Regions from separate parts of the Cricetulus griseus genome. Here region 1 is linked to region 2. The links are chromatin contacts, called in public Micro-C maps. All regions are on one chromosome and are shown on one strand. Each heading gives the region's core, a stretch centred on a gene start, on an enhancer-like site or on the middle of the called end of the contact. The rest is flanking DNA. Distances are from core to core; before and after follow the strand shown. Region 1 holds the start of Ppfibp1 (liprin-beta-1). Region 2 overlaps Ppfibp1 (liprin-beta-1).

Evidence for each region. A called contact is a pair of places that touch in the nucleus more often than the background predicts.
Region 1: a contact with region 2 is called in a Micro-C map of the CHO-K1 cell line, with 3 times the contacts expected there. The contact joins the promoter of Ppfibp1 here to the enhancer-like site in region 2. A contact is called at or near these places in 3 of 8 Hi-C or Micro-C datasets (the CHO-K1 cell line, fibroblasts and liver).

Annotation. Positions count from the first base shown.
Region 1 is chr8:2,821,909-2,827,218 of CriGri-PICRH-1.0, reverse strand. Ppfibp1 (liprin-beta-1) reads left to right here and starts at 1,469. Exons shown (of 29, transcript XM_027430084.2): 1 at 1,469-1,663.
Region 2 is chr8:2,737,012-2,742,025 of CriGri-PICRH-1.0, reverse strand. It overlaps Ppfibp1 (liprin-beta-1), which reads left to right. Exons shown (of 29, transcript XM_027430084.2): 3 at 3,861-3,959. The coding sequence starts at 3,896. Among named protein-coding and RNA genes, the nearest start is that of CUNH12orf71, 23 kb to the left of the region's middle. Within about 2 kb of position 1,480, at least 1 of the 6 cell types and tissues checked has open chromatin away from gene starts, as enhancers often do.

The sequences.
Region 1 (5,310 bases), core at 220-2,719, 85 kb before region 2:
ATCATTCCATTCGGTCCTGGGTCGGGAGGGGGGCAGGCGGGGGGGGGGGGGGATAAGGGAAGAGACATGGGACAGGGCCTGAAAGAAGGGTTCCTGAGAACCTTCCTGACTTCGCAGCCAGGAGGATTATTATACCGCTGCTATCCACCGGAGAGTAAATAGTAGTTAATTCTTAATTGTTAGCTCAGTCACTGCAGTTGGCTCAACAGTAATTATCATGTGGTTTGAACTCAGTTGTGAGGGCTGTCCCCTTTCAGCTGTGCACCAACAGCAACCTTATGGTACTTGAAAGTTTAGGGCAGGGGCTGCAGAGATGGCCCAACAGTTAAGCCCTTCTGATCTCTCTCTCTCTCTCTCCTTTTTTTTTTTTTTTCAGAAACAGTTCAGTTCCCAGCTCTTACTTCATAGCTGCCAGTCCATTAACTCCAACGCCAGTAACTGCCAGTGGAAGCCAGTGCTTCCATCCTCCGTGGGCACACACACGTACATACATATAATTAAAAAAAAAAATAGCCTGGTGGTGTGGTGGCCCCTGTCTTTAATCCCAGCCCAGCACTCAGGAAGGTAGAGGCAGACGGATCTCTGTCCTTGGTCTACAGAGGGAGTTTCAGGACAGAAACACAAGAGAAACTCTTCTTGAGGAAAACAACAAAAAGCAAAAACAAACAGCAAAAATAAATCTTTTAAAAAACGGGTTAGTGCTGGGGTTGGTAGTGTGTGCCTGCAAGCGCGGCTCCCAGGAAGGCCCGCGCGGGAGGCTGACGAGTTCAAGATCAGCCTAGGGATGTGGAGACCCCATCCTCCAAACAAAAAGCAAACAGTGGCATTTCCGCCCCCTCTGCAGAGTCCGTCTTACTTGCGAGGGCTCTCGTGGTGTGTGAGGTTTTATTACTTTACTTATATATTTGTTATTTTGCAAAAGCAGCCACGTGGTTGGGCGCCGCCAGGTGACCATGCAGAGGTGAGGGAGGCGGCGTCCGGGACCCTGTCCTGTCCTCCAGGTTCTGCAAACCCTCCGTTTCCCCTCCCGGGGCGGCGCTGCAGGGCGGGAGGCCAGCAAGGCCTCGGCTGTATCCGCGGGGCTCCCGTCCGCCCCGTCCGCGGCGGCTTTGCCGCAAAAGGGAGGGGGCCCTCGGGGTGAGCGTCGCTTCCCATCCGGGGGCAGCGGCGGCCCAGGCTCCCCGCCGCTCTTGATCGGCGCCCGGGGTACCGCAGTCCGGGCACCCGCGATCCTCACCGACGCCCACTCACGGCGCGGCTCCGCCAGGAATGTGGGAGCCCCGGCGGCGACGCCTGGGAGTGAGTGACGGCGCGCCGGGCCAATCAGCGCGCCGCAGGCGCGAGGCCCCGCCCCTTGCGCCCCCCGGGGCTGGTTCCCGCCGGGGCGGGACTGGCTCCAGCCGGGGGCGGGGCTACGGGGCGGGGCGGGGCGGAGCGACGGGCGGGCGAGCGAGCGGGCGAGCAGGCAGGCGGGCGGGCCTCGGAGGACCGGCGGAGGCGGCACCTGGGCGGCGGTGATGTCAGCCGGGCGCTGTGCTCTGGCCCGGGCTCCTGTCGCCGCCTAGGGCGCGGGGCGACCGCCGCGGGAGCAGCGATCTGGCAGCCGCGCCGGCGCCGGGAGGCGGGACGGCAACTTGTGGAGCTCGGCGGCCCTGCGCCTCAGGTAAGCCCGCGGGCGGCTCCCTCTGCGACCCGCGCTCGCCGCCCGGGGGACCCCCGCTCCCCGGGGTGACAGGGAGGGCTCGCCTGGGTCTGCGGCCCACGCACCCCGACTGCACACAACTCCAGTCAGGGCAGTGTGCTCCCAGCTCACACCCGGACTCCCCTCCACGCCACAGGCTCCAGTCAGGGCAGTGTGCTCCCAGCTCACACCCGGACTCCCCTCCACGCCACAGGCTCCAGTCAGGGCAGTGTGCTCCCAGCTCACACCCGGACTCCCCCCTCCACTCCACAGACTCCAGTCAGGGCAGTGTGCTCCCAGCTCACACCCGGGCTCCCCCTCCACTCCACAGACTCCAGTCAGGGCAGTGTGCTGGGACTCGAACACCCCAGACTATTAAATACCACAGAACTCCAGTCAGAGAAGTGTGCATAGTCTTACATCATGGGCTCCCTACCACACCACAGACTCACTCAGCCTGGGAAGTATGCGCCCCATCTCACAACTCAGATTCCCCTCCCCACCACACCACAGACTCTTGATTCCACAGAACTCCAATCAGGGAAGTGCGTGTGGGTCCTCACACCCCAGGATCTCCCCACACCAGACTCCAGTCAGGGAACTGGAGTGGGACCCTGAACCCTGGACTCCCTCTAATATTCCACAGATTCCAGTCAGAGAACTGCAGCGGAACCCGGGATTCCCTATATAATACCACAGAACTCCAGCCCCTGGGTCTCAGTTTCTCTGCCTTTGAGAGAGTGCCATCAGAGATGTGTGCTTGAGCACAGTCTCCTACTCTGTGACAGAACCATCAGGGAAGTGCATGTGTGGGTGGGGATAGGAGTGAAGAATATTTAAAAACACTACAGATATTTTTGTGAATCACCATCCCCAGAAAATAAATAGAAAATAGTTATATTTTCCCAGTTCCCTTACCCACTACAGCATGTCGTTTAAGTGAAAGAATTGAGAGCAATGCAAAGGGAAGTCAAAAAATCTGTTAACTAGAGAAAGCAATTGTCTTTGCTTTCCTGTTGGTAGGGTTCTGATTCTTATTTCTTGTTTCAAACCCCTTTTCTTGCTTGGAGATTTTCTGTGCACGGGTCACTGAGTGTGATTGACTTTCTGGGGGGTGGGATTAGTTCTGAAGACACTGATTCTAACCCTGGCTCTATCAGCGGTTCAGGGCTCTTTTAGAGCAAGAATAAGAAAGCGCATAGCTGAGACTTCTGAGTGGAGCCAGTTTCCCCTTTGGGGCAGCAAGCAGTTCCTCAGCAGTGAGGAGTCTCTGGTAGCCAGGTCTGGAGGAAGTAGGAGTGGACTTCATTGTTAGTCAAAAGCTGCATCCCAGACTCTGACCTAAAGGGCATTTCCAGGGGCTGGGGAAATAAAGTCATAACATTACATTTCGTTTAGAAAACCCAAGTTGGGAAGTGTGTGTGGGGAGAGAGGGTTTTAAAGATGGAATTTAAAAGATGTCTCTATAGCCAAACCGCCAAACCTGGACAGGACATTTGTGTTTCCTTTGCTGTGTTTTCCAAACAGCCTGGTTTGTATCCGTATTGCTGTCGGTTCTTCAGATGATGAGACAGCACAGGGTGTGAGAAGAGCAGCCTTTTGGCCAGGATCTCACCACTGCCCTCTGTCTTCTTTGAGACAGGCTCTCACCATGTAGCCCAGGCTGGCCTTGAACTTTTGATCTTCCTTTTTTTTTTTTTTTTAAGTTGTACTTTTTATGTGCATTGGTGTTGACACACATGTCTTTGTAAAGGAGTCAATCCCCTGGAACTTGAGTTACAGACAGGTGTGAGCTGCCTTGTGGGTGCTAGGAATTGAACTCAGGACCCCTGGAAGAGCTGCCAGTGTTCTTAACCGCTGAGCCATCTCCAAGCCTGAACTTTTGATCCTCTTGCCCCCATTGTCTTTACGTGTGTGTGTGTGTGTGTGTGTGTGTGTGTGTGTGTGTTGTGTGTGTGTGTGTGTGTGTGTGTGTGTGTGGTGTGTGTGTGTGTGTGTGTGTGTGTGGTGTGTGTGTGTGTGTGTGTGTGTGGTGTGTGTGGTGTGTGTGTGGTGTGTGTGTGTGTGGTGTGTGTGTGTGTGTGTGTGTGGTGTGGTGTGTGTGTGTGTGTGTGTGTGTGTGTGTGTGTGTGCGTGCGTTGCGTGCGTGCGTGCGTGCGTGCGTGCGCGTGCGTGCGTGCGTGCGTGCGTGTGTGTGTGTGTGTGTGTGTGTGTGTGTGTGTGGTGTGCGTGTGCGCACGCACGCTGTCATACCCAGCGAGAACAGGGCTTTTGGAAAGGGAGTAAGTAGTATATGCTTTACAGGAATAGAACCTTTTAATTTTGGTTTGTGTTTTTGAATTAAGCATAGGAATAGCTAATGGCTGAGCAATCATATTAGGCAAAATTTTGGTACTTATGTTCAGTGAATGTATATAAAACATACTGCATTTTCTAGTGGACTTTTATTAGAAAAGAAAAAAGTGGAGTTCCTTGTGGACACTAAGGTGAGCACTGTGTAGCCTTGGTTGATAACGGCATCCTGCAGCTGAAAGACGGAACCTCCAAAACCATGCAAATTAAGCAGTAAGTATCTTTAGCATGTATGTGTGTGTGTGTGTGTGTGTGTGTGTGTGTGTTAGTTATTGACAAGTTTTAAAACAACTTTTTTGAGTAATAACAGTTACAGTGCGTACTTACTTTGAAATACTATTTCCCTTTTTCAGTTCATGTTTATGAGGGCAGATGGGGTATAGTAAAACATGGTACTTTTGTCTTTTATTTCATGTATATGAGCTTATTACCTGCATGTGTATATGTGCACTCCACACTGTGCAGTGCCCAAGGAGCCCAGAAGAGGGTGTCAGAATCCCTGGAACTGGGATTACAGAGGATTATGAAACCCCATGTGGGTGCTGGGGACAGAACCTAGGTTCTGTGCAGGAGCCACCAGTGATCTTAACCCCTGTGCCAGCTTGGTACTTTTAAAGGAGAGTTCTTGGACCAGTGAGATTGCTCAGTAGGCAAAGGCACTTGCTGCCAGTCTCTGGAACTAAGAATGGTAGGAGAGAACTGGGTCCCTCAAGTTGTCTTCCAGACCCAGCTCCTTATAGCGTGTGTGTGTGGGGGCCACACACTAAATAAATAAATGTACGAAAAAAAGGAGATGTTGAGAGATATATAAGCTAATCGGGAAAGATGAGACTAGGTTTTGATTCAGTTCCTTTTTTTTTTTTTTGGTTTCTCAAGACAGGATTTCTCTGTGTAGCTTTGGAGCCTATCCTGGCACTCTCTCAGGAGACCAGGCTGGCCTTGAACTCACAGAGATCTGCCTGCCTCTGCCTCCTGAGTGCTGGGATTAAAGGCGTGCGCCACCAACGGCTGGACTTAAATGAGCTTTTGAGGTTTTCATCTCTAGTGCTCAATTTTCACACTTAACTGAAGGAAAACTTTATTTAACATTCTGTCTTTTTGAAGATGTTACATTTCTCTGTCCTGGTCTGAATTACCTTTACAAAACAGTGAGTAAATGAGTTAGTTAATGACTGCATATCCATTCATGCTTGGGTCTGTGTCTTGATTTCTTTTTCTTTTGTGTGCGTGTGTACATGTGTACGTGTGAATGTATGTGTGTGCATGTGTGTGCGTGT
Region 2 (5,014 bases), core at 231-2,730:
GTTTTGACTGAGCATGGATAAACTCAGGTGGATATTTATTTAATATTGCCACATTTTATTATCTCAAAGGGATTGGTTTAGTGAATGGAAACTATTTAAGCTGGCTCTTCACCATCTGACCACTGTGGTCCAGGTGGTCTCAGCCCTCCATGTCATAGCACTCGGGCAGGCTCCCCGCCAGGTTGCTGGCCAGATACTGTTCTTAGCTTTGTTCTTGTGCAACTGCCAGTCAAACTCGGGGCCTCCTGCTTGTTAGACAGCACTCTACCACTGAGTTGCACCCCCCAGGTCAAAAAGCTGTTACATTATATACATATATAATGTTCTCAAAGACTAATGTCTGTCTATACAAATATAATGCTCTTAAAGACAGTCGGTTTTCTGATTCAGTGAGCATCTTTTTCTTTTTCTTTTCTTTATATTTTGATTGATTTTGATGAGCATGTTTTTCTGATGTGGGCATTATTTTGTTGTACTGATATTCTCACATTTATAGCTGAGTCTTATGTGTGTTTCTGTATTGTATGTGCACATTTATGAGTGTGTGTGTGTGTGTGTGTGTGTGTGTGTGTGTGTGTGTGTGTGTGTGTAGATGGAGTAGGATAAAGGGGTTCAGAGTTTGGTGAGGTTTCAGTTTAAAAGATGGCCAGTTGTATGTGTGTGTATCTGCTTCTGTTTCTAAAGTGAAAAGGAATGCAGCCCACTTAGTTATGAAACTCAGGGCTTGCACACACCCCTCCTGCTTAATTCTTTTGCTCTTAGTTTTAATGTTTTGAGTTTTCTAGCCTGTGTCATTGTTAAACTTGTATACCATCTCTGTGGACTGTGCCCACCCAAGGCCATGCGTAAACTATCTATCTATCTATCTATCTATCTATCTATCTATCTATCTATCTATCTATCTATCTATTTATCTATCTATCTATCTATCTATCTTGGGGCAGGGTTCCCAGGCTAGCCTTGATCACAGAGATCGCCTGCCTTTGCCTCTGGTGTGCTGGGATTAAAGATATGTGCCACCACACCTGGCCATATGAATAAATTATTTAACCCCCTTGGTTTGTAATCTAGCATATTTATGCCTTGGTTTCTACTTGGCTAGCTATATGCATGTACTTGAGTGTTATTGTGCTAATTATTTTCACATTAAAAATGATAGTGAAGTTTTGTATCTTCTGAAGTGAGTAAAATTCTAGAGTTCTCAGATAAAATTATAAATCTGAATATGGTAATGTCAGAATTTTGAAGTATTTTGCCAAATAAATATTTGTTCCTATTGTAATTTAGTAATGAAACAAAAAGCAGTGTTTCAGAATTGTATGAAATTTTGTTAGAAAAAGGGGATAGCGCAGAACTGATTCCTGAAGCCAATAGCAGGCCTATAAATGTGTTTATGAAAACAGCGTGGAGTGTGAGGTCTGGGTGCTTGGAAACAGAGGGCAAAGGTTCCTCTTGAGTGGCATGCTGTCCTTTACTTCTTAGCTGTTTACTACACTACTGCATCTGGAGCACCACGTCAGCTGTATCGAGCCCTGCTAGGAGAATGTATGTGGGTGCTGGCACCAAAAATGCATTAAAGAATGAAAAAACAAAACAAAACAAAAACAAAAAACACCCCAAACCATGTATTGACTATTCTGTTGCTAGCCAGTGCTTTGACAAGTGCAATTTGATCTTTTAGCCAGTAAAACCATGTGCACACACCTTTAATCCCAGCACCCAGGAGGCAGGGGTGGGAGGATCTCTGTGAGTTAGAGGCCAGGCTAGTCTGTAGAGCCAGTTCCAGGCCAGGCAAGGCTACATAGCGAGACCCTGACTCAGTAAGAAAACTGACGGGTAAGACATGGTAGATCGTGATGCCACTTGAGAATAAGTTCCCTGTTGAGATAGGATCAACACCAATGCAGTGTACGGTGGATGCCACGCAGACCTCTGTTAAAAACCGCTGTGTTTGTTTAAAAACTGCTCTTTTGTTTCCACAAAAATATCAAAACACTGTAAGTCCTCATGTATAAAATGGAGAGGTTAACTCATTTTACTAAGTGGTTGTCATGATTAAAAGTTACGGTTAATGGAGCTGTAGCTCAATCGGAGAGTGTTTGCCTGGCACACACAGCCCTGAGTTTGAGCCCTAGTACTGTGAAACAGAAAACCAAAGGCTTTCTGGTGATTTATATACACAGTTGGGGGCTGTTACAACAACTCGGTATACTCAGTACATGGTATCTATTGGTGTATTATAAAGAGTGTGTGTGTGTGTGTGTGTGTGTGTGTGTGTGTGTGTGTGTGTGTGTGTACTCAGTACATGGTATCTATTGGCGTATTATAAAGAGTGTGTGTGTGTGTGGGTGTGTGTGTGAGTGTGTATACTCAGTACATGGTATCTATTGGCGTATTATAAAGTGTGTGTGTGTGTGTGTGTGTGTGTGTGTGTGTGTGTGTGTATACTCAGTACATGGTATCTATTGGCGTATTATAAAGAGTGAGTGTGTGTGTGTGTGTGTGTGTGTGTATGTGTGTACTCAGTACATGGTATCTATTGGCGTATTATAAAGTGTGTGTGTGTGTGTGTGTGTGTGTGTGTGTGTGTACTCAGTACATGGTATCTATTGGCGTATTATAAAGTGTGTGTGTGTGTGTGTGTGTGTGAGTGTGTATACTCAGTACATGGTATCTATTGGCGTATTATAAAGTGTGTGTGTGTGTGTGTGTGTGTGTGTGTGTGTGTGTGTGTGTGTGTGTATACTCAGTACATGGTATCTATTGGCGTATTATAAAGTGTGTGTGTATATGTGTGTGTGTGTGTGTGTGTGTGTGTGTGTATACTCAGTACATGGTATCTATTGGCGTATTATAAAGTGTGTGTGAGTGTGTGTGTGTGTGTGTGTGTGTGTGTGTGTGTGTATACTCAGTACATGGTATCTATTGGCGTATTATAAAGTGTGTGTGTGTGTGTGTGTGTGTGTGTGTGTGTGTGTGTGTGTGTATACTCAGTACATGGTATCTATTGGCGTATTATAAAGTGTGTGTGAGTGTGTGTGTGTGTGTGTGTGTGTGTGTGTGTGTGTATACTCAGTACATGGTATCTATTGGCGTATTATAAAGTGTGTGTGTGTGTGTGTGTGTGTGTGTGACAGTCACATCCCGCTGACTAGGATCAGGAGTATTTGGAAGACACATTCCTACCGATTATGTGCAGACGAGCTTTCTTTTTATTTGTCCCTCAAAGAATGCAGTGTGTCATCTAGTTACAAGGCACTTTTATTGGGTTAAATACTGCTAAGTAATCTATACTTCAAAGTGCTCTGTGCAAATATTGGGGATAGCAGGAGACAATTGTCTGTTAGTGAGCCCTTTCCTTATATAAACCTTTTAGTAAACTGATATATGAACTAAACAAATGGAAAATGAAGAGAACAGTGTTTAGATGAGGCTGATATAGAAAAAACGTTCACCTGCACCCTCCTGGCCCTCAGCAAGCTCCCATGATACCAAATACTTCACAGGGATTTAGAGCTCTGAAGAGTCCTGTGGACACCACCCTACCAAACTTTATGTTTTGCAGTTTGGGGGACTGAACCCAAAGCCTTGCACATTAGGCAAACACTTTGTCACCAAGCTTTGTCCCCACCTCTCTGCTGGACTTTGAACTAGATCTCAGTCTTCTCAATGGGTGCTGGTGTGCTCCCACCTCACAGAAGGTGGTTAAGGGATCCAGTCAGTTCAGCTCCACACTGCTTCTGACATTCTCTGATTGCTAATTGGAGTCATAGTCTGAAGTAGAATTAATGAACCCATGGGCCAGCATGCGTCACTTAAAGCCTGTAGTGATAACGCCATGGTCTTCTGTTCTTTCCCAGATTAAAGCTGGCATTTGCCCCTGACGAATAGGAAGATGATGAGTGATGCTAGTGACATGTTGGCAGCGGCCCTGGAGCAGATGGACGGGATCATAGCAGGTAACCCGCCCTTCCCCCACCATCTCCTGTTCCCACTCTGCTCTTCCTTTAATTTAGTGGCTCTCTCCAATGCGCTTAGGACCCCAGGTTTTTAACCTTTGTTCTGCTTCTCCAGTTCTACCAGTTATGCTGACATTTTGCAGCAAAATGTCAAAGACTTCACTTCCACCCCCAGGCTTCTCATCAAGCTACAGGGTCCAAGTCCCGGGTTGTCAGACATTGGTGGCCCATGGACCACACTGTAAGAGTGTGTTCTTTCCTGTTTTTGTGAATAACCTGTTCTAGAAGTCAGCATTCGGGCCACAGGTGGCTTGGCTCCTCACTAAGGCTCGGGTCCCTACCCCTGCCAACAAGATCTTTCCTGGGCACATCAGTGCCACACTGAGCTGCAGCACAAACTAAAACATCAATTAAGTGCATTATCTTTTCTTTGGAAGTGCCTTTAGTGGCCTTTATCTGGGTTTGTTTGTTTGTTTGTTTGTTTGTTTGTTTCTTTCTTTCTTTCTTTCTTCTTCCTCTTCCTCCACTTCCTCCTCCTCCTCCTTCTCCCTCTTCCTTCTTCCTCCTTCTTCCTTCTTCCTCCTTCTTCTTGCTGGAGAGATGGCTCAGTGGTAAAGGTGCTCACTGCTTTTGTACTGGATTTGGGTTTCATTCCCAGCACCCATATCAGTCAAGCCGCAAAAGCCTATAATTCTAGTTCTAGAGGAATCAGATGTCCTCCTCTTGCCTCTACAGCCACCTGTATGCACATGGCACTCATAAATTCACAGGGGAAAATGTGTGATCACACACACACAGACAGATAAATGTTTATAAAACTTTTGTAGAAAATAATAAAAGAAAAAGAAAAAGAGAGGTTATGCAGGACCCATACCAAACTAAGTCAGATGTTTTGTAAATAGGTAGGTCCTGGGCTTATTCCAGCGAACAGTTATGATTCCTCAGCTGAAACAGGAGGGAGAGGAGGAGAAATGACTATAAATGCTTAGGTTCTTTTTTTAATTATATATACGTGTGTGTGTGTGTGTGTGTGTGTGCGCGCATGAGCGTGCGTG